2 separate regions of the Sus scrofa genome follow, and region 2 is linked to region 1. Evidence: chromatin contacts called from public HiChIP or PLAC-seq data. All regions are on one chromosome and are shown on one strand. Each heading gives the region's core, a stretch centred on a gene start, on an enhancer-like site or on the middle of the called end of the contact. The rest is flanking DNA. Distances are from core to core; before and after follow the strand shown.

Region 1 (2,787 bases), core at 152-2,651:
ACATTACAGTCGGCAGGAAGATTTTTAAAATCTCAGAATAACACATGAGGCACTCTGAAATTGGGATCCAAGCATCGGGGTTTTTTCCAAAGCATCCCAAGTGATTCCAGTGTGTGGTCAAGCATGAGAGTCACTGGTCTACGCTCCTACACAGCATGTGCAGACACTGTCGCGGCCCTTCACACCTTGCATCAAATCTGTCTGGCCTTGCGATAATCTGGTCCTTTATTTTATTTTTTTCACTTCATGTCTAGAGCCTCGCATCATGCCTAGTATACAGTAAGTGTTCAATAAATGTTAAATTAGACAGAAGAGACTGAGAAATTGCTCCAGTTTCCTCTGGATAATTTTTCCTCTTATACTGACCAGGAAAAGACCCAAAACTGGTTAGGAAGAGATGACCGGGTGCAAGTTGAATTTTTGTTTGTTTTGAATATTTAAACCACTGGCTGTGAATTTTAAAAGACAGTTAAGAAAGCTATTAAAATCTCATCTCTGAGGAAAAACATCTTTTTGATATGCAGTAGTTAACTTTTAGAGTGGAGGTCATTGAACTAAAAACCAGGTGGTGAATTTATTAATAAATTTTAACAATTACAGATTTATTAGCATTTCTAAAAACACTTTTTTCTCAGTATTCTCAAACACTGGTCCTAGTATGTTAATATACTTAAGAATGAACATGCAACGTTGTTAAAAATTCAGTGTCCTGGGCATTAATCTCAGAATTTCAGATTCTGGAGGTCCAAGGTAGAATAAAACATCTAAGTAGTTTGGGTTTTTTACTATGCCCAATGAATATTTTATTCTCTATACAGATGTATACTATCTCAGGCTCTAATCACAATATGTCAGGAAGCAATATAGGTAGAAATTATTACTATTTAAGAAAAATAAGATGCCACTATCAAAAGATTAATGTCAGAATATCTCTATAATAAAATATTTTCAAGATCAGCACTCTAAATCACATTAGGGGCCTTATTTGACACCAAATTAATAAAAGACATTATCATTCATGCTCAAATAATATTGTTGGCCATACAAGATTAAACTAATACAGCCCAAACTAGTTAGATCTCTGTCTCCTTTAAAAACAATTCCCTTCATGCCTCTGCTCTTGTTATTATATGATTTGGTTTGCTCCCAGTTGACACTGGCTGCCAGTGTTGTCAATCCTACAGGAGCAATTATCAGATATACTAATATTCTTGGTTGTGATAACAGAATCCACTGTACTTACTTCAAGCAGAAAGGGTTTTATTACGAGATTTGGGTGGCTCACAGAATCATCTAAAGGCCAAGGAAACAGACTTTAGGCTAAGTTCCAGGAATGACTCCCAGAATCACACTCCCAACCGGCCCACCCGGGAAGCTGATGTGTCTGCCAAAATAAGGAAGCTAGAGATTCAGGAAGCTGCTATTAACAGCTCTGCCACAGTCCACTCTGAGAACGGGAGGCATCGCACCCGTTGGCTTGCAGGGCTAAACCACAATCTTTCCCAGGTGCATATGATTTCAAGAAACCAAATTAAATGTCTGGTCCCAGCAGGAAGGGATTCTACCTTGGAAAGTGGGATTTACATTGTAGGGAACTACACAAGTACAGAAATGATGTTCCAAGGTTTTACAGTAGCCAATGGCCCTGTACTAGGTAAGTCACCACAATGATTAACTTTCTGCTTCCCTGAAACATTCCTGAACGCTTTTAGCTTTTTGCTGCATATCCTTAAATAAAACAAAAATCCCTCCAAGTTCCTTTAAGCATCGTGGCTGCTTCAAAATCAATGACTGCAATATTTTTACTTTCACTTGGACTCTTCATTTCACCCTTAAAGATGTGTTTATTCTCCAGGTTTTTATGGGTAACAAAATGGATTTTGCTTGTTTTGACATGTTTGAGTCAGAGGCTCCATGTGGATACAGTTTCGGCTGATACCTCACCCTTTGAATTTATGCAGATTTTTTTTTTTTCCATTTTGGGAGTATATGAAAATGTTTCATTCTTGAGGGGAAGTAGAGAATTAAAAAACCCTGTCTGCACAGCGGGCTGGAAAGAGAATAGTCAATGTCCTTTAATAATGTGTACCTACAGCAAAAAGGAAAAAGATGTCAAATGTGATGTGTTTACCAACATTATCTGACATTTCCCAGCATCCAAGTGTGATCCATAACAAAAACAAAAGAAAAAGAAAGGAAAGGCTATGTGCCTTAGTTTAGATAAAGCTACCTGACATTTGGGAGGAATGGAAATTAAAGAACTACACAGAATACCGCTGAATGTGACAATTCCATAAAGCAGCATGAGTTTCCTTTAAACAAAGAGGGAGGTGGCTTGAAATTAACACCGGGCTTAGCTCACTGCCTCTCTCTCCTGTGAATTATCTAGTACAAATACAATGCTTGTGAAGCGCTTCTAGGAGTCCATTAGCACTCACTGTTGGAATTTCTGCATGTGCGCTTAACGAAAACGTTCCAAATCATCTCATGATACCCAATTTGCTCAAACTTTATTTTGGCTGAAAGGTTTGGTTTTTTGTTTGGTTTTGGTTTTTTTCCTTATTGTACCAATTGGTCAAGATTTTGAAGTAGCCAGAAATCTTTATTCTCAGTAATCTTAATCCCCTACCTGGGAGCCTAAGTGTCCCCCTCTGGTGTTACCTAGGGATCAGGATCTTGACACGTCTACCTTTTAACCCTCATTCCAAATGTATCACCTGATGCAATCCATGCTAAAAACAAACAAACAAACAAAACTTGATAGCTTAAGGTTCAATATCCTTTCAT
Region 2 (2,787 bases), core at 160-2,659, 160 kb after region 1:
ACTGTCAGCTCAAGTTCACTTCACTAGGAAATCCCCCCACCTCACTGAGACTGAAGCATCCTCAAACCACCTCATACAGACCTCAGAGTCACCCTTTTTCATTGCAACCCAAACTGTCCAAGTTAAAAGACCCTACATGCTCATTTTTCTTCCATCCTAATCCCTCCTTTTTTTGCTTTTTTTCAGGGCTGCACCCATGGCATATGGAGGTTCCCAGGCTGAGGGTCCAATTGGAGCTATAGCTGCTGACCTACACCACAGCCAGAGCAATGCAAGATTCGAGCCGCATCTGCAAACTACACCGCAGCTCATGGCAACCCTGGATCCTTAAGCCGCTGAGCCATGCCAGGGATCGAACCCAAAACCCCGTGGTTCCTAGTCGAATTCGTTTCCACTGTGCTGTGACAAGAACCCCCATCCTAATCCCTCTTCACTCTGCTGTGAGATTGTCTAAAATAAGGACTGCATGTTATTCACGGATGTGTTTCTACTGCCCAGCATATACTTCATAAATACTTGCCCATAACAAGAGAACCAAAGTCTTTGGTCACGAAAGAGAGATTCCCATGCCAAATTCCAGGCTCAAAGACTACAACCCACAATAACTCTAGTTTTGCTTACTAGTCCTTGAGTTGAGTGCATAAAATAGATTAAAATTTGACCAAGGTCATCAGGGAATTGTGTGTTTAGAGTAAGACAGAGCAAACGAAGGAAGTCCTAGGGTTGCTCATTCCCCGATGAGATCACCATGTCCTCAAACACTCACCAAGAGGAAGTGGAGAACCCCTAGGGCATCCCTGGGAAAAGGGACAGGGACATATTCCCAGAGGGCAGATTTGAAGGCTGGCATATGGGGGTGAACTCCATGAGACTGGTTCTGGGGCTGCTGAAGACCGCTGGAGACCAGCCAAAGATGCTGCCTGGTGACAAAGGGCCAATTCTGGGGGATGCTGCAGGAACATAAAAGAGCCAGTCTTTTCCGATTCTTCCTGTACTGGCCTAGAAATATCCGCAGAGAAAGCATTTCCCTGAGTTCATCACTCTGTTCGAATTCACCTCACTCTGTAGCGTGACTTCTCTTGGTACCACTATGGCCAAGTTTCCCTTCACTGATGTTTCTCCACAAGGGGAAACCACATACCCTGCCCCCCCCATTGCACAATGTATTAGTCATTTAAACACGCCCGTCTAAACCCCAACCTCTGGCCTCTCTCATTAGCTCCGTTGATAAATGTATCCATTCTGATTCTAAAAAGAGTAGGGGCTGCAGCCTCGGGATGGAGATGCTGCTGGCTTCACTAGATCAACAGATGTTCCCAATAGAAACAAACTCATTCTTGAGGACAATGAGGTGAATAACTTCTCGAGGTGTCAAAACCCTCGAGCCGTGATTTTGCAATCAGATAACATTAGGCTATATGTCATGGAATGTATTTTTCCTTTCTTGCAAATGATTCTTACGCCTTTTACACTTTTAAGCATTCTTCCCCAAATCAAGCAAACCAAAGCAAAATTGTTTACTTGAAACTTCTAAGAAATAAAAAAGGCGATAGTTTACATAGGTTTTCTCCAAGTTTAAATTGTATTATAGCTGGAAAAAACCCAACACATCAGGAGCCTTAGGGTTCCTGTGTGTAATTTTCCCCTTTCTCACGGATCCTGTTTTCTGTCGCAGGTATTCAGTATTCTGTTGTTTCTGAGGTCTTATGAGATACATGTTCAAATTAAAAATCAAACACGTAAACATTGCTGCAAGGGAAAACCAGAGAAGCTGAAGTTAGCCTCAGTTTTAGATTTTAATGCTGCATTCTACATGCTAGTTTGTTGAAACAAGGCTTTTTTTTTTCTTTGATCTTAGGTGTTAAAATAGGAAAGTTCAGCGTGAAATTGGCTCCTGGTGTGAAATGCAAGACGTAAAGTTCAAAGATACTAGTGAAATCCAGACCTTGTTTTATTCATTAACTCCTATAAGCAAGGACAACTATTTAGCTAAACAAACCTAACTTGAGACCTAACCTGATGGTTTAATGTACCCAGAGGCTGATTTTCCTTTCCTGAAACAGGAACACTTGGGGAAAAGTCACAGAGTGTGACATAAGAAGCTGCAGGTGACAACACATGGACTAAGGGTTGGCCAGTCATGGAATTAGAAGATGCATTGAAAAAAAAAAAATCTGGGGTAGAATACCTTGTGGGGAGGAGGGAAAAATAGGAGAGATGAGTGGGACACAGACCCTTGTGCTTATGGCCTGACAACAGTCCTGCTTTCTCCAGAAGCTTCGTTGTCTTCTACCAGGGAGTTGGCTTTGGGAGAGGCAAGGGCCAGGGCATGGAGACCCATGGGCAAACGCGAAGCATCACTGGCCATCTGTCTGCCCTGTGAGGTTGGCCAGAGCTGAAACGGGCAGAGCCCTGCCTGTGTCATGTGGTGTCAGGAAATTCCTGCCAACTTCTCTGGAGAGCACACGGCCTTGACTCCGGCCTTTGTTACCGTTGCTCCGACCCAAACAGGTACCAGAGGGGCCCAGGGGCAGGGAGGACCACAGTTCCCATGGAGCTGGTGTTTCTTCAACAACATATAAAATGAGCCTCAATGATAGCGGACGAGATTTAGAAAGGATGAGAGCAAAGGCAAAAACAATCCCGAGAGCCCTGGAGAAAAGTGGAGTCGATTCCCATGGTGGCTTTTCTTCCCCCACGACAGTATTGATGGAGATACGTTTTCAGCTTTGGCGAAGCCGTGTACCCCTGCCTGTGTACACACAGACACACACCGCATACCTGCCA

The links. HiChIP or PLAC-seq counts read pairs in DNA pulled down with a chosen protein or histone mark.
Region 2: an H3K27ac HiChIP or PLAC-seq map of alveolar macrophages shows a contact between it and region 1. The contact joins two enhancer-like sites. A contact is called at or near these places in 1 of 47 Hi-C or Micro-C datasets (embryonic fibroblasts) and 1 of 2 datasets of contacts at active chromatin or transcription factors (alveolar macrophages).

What each region holds. Positions count from the first base shown.
Region 1 is chr10:8,896,975-8,899,761 of Sscrofa11.1, forward strand. All of the region lies in intron 2 of LOC102164422, which reads right to left. Among named protein-coding and RNA genes, the nearest start is that of LYPLAL1, 48 kb to the right of the region's middle. Within about 2 kb of position 1,402, at least 7 of the 83 cell types and tissues checked have an H3K27ac peak or open chromatin away from gene starts, as enhancers often do. A contact at or near this core is called in alveolar macrophages, where this site is marked.
Region 2 is chr10:9,057,487-9,060,273 of Sscrofa11.1, forward strand. The region is part of intron 5 of LYPLAL1 (lysophospholipase-like protein 1); the gene reads left to right. Among named protein-coding and RNA genes, the nearest start is that of LYPLAL1, 110 kb to the left of the region's middle. Within about 2 kb of position 1,410, at least 9 of the 83 cell types and tissues checked have an H3K27ac peak or open chromatin away from gene starts, as enhancers often do. A contact at or near this core is called in alveolar macrophages, where this site is marked.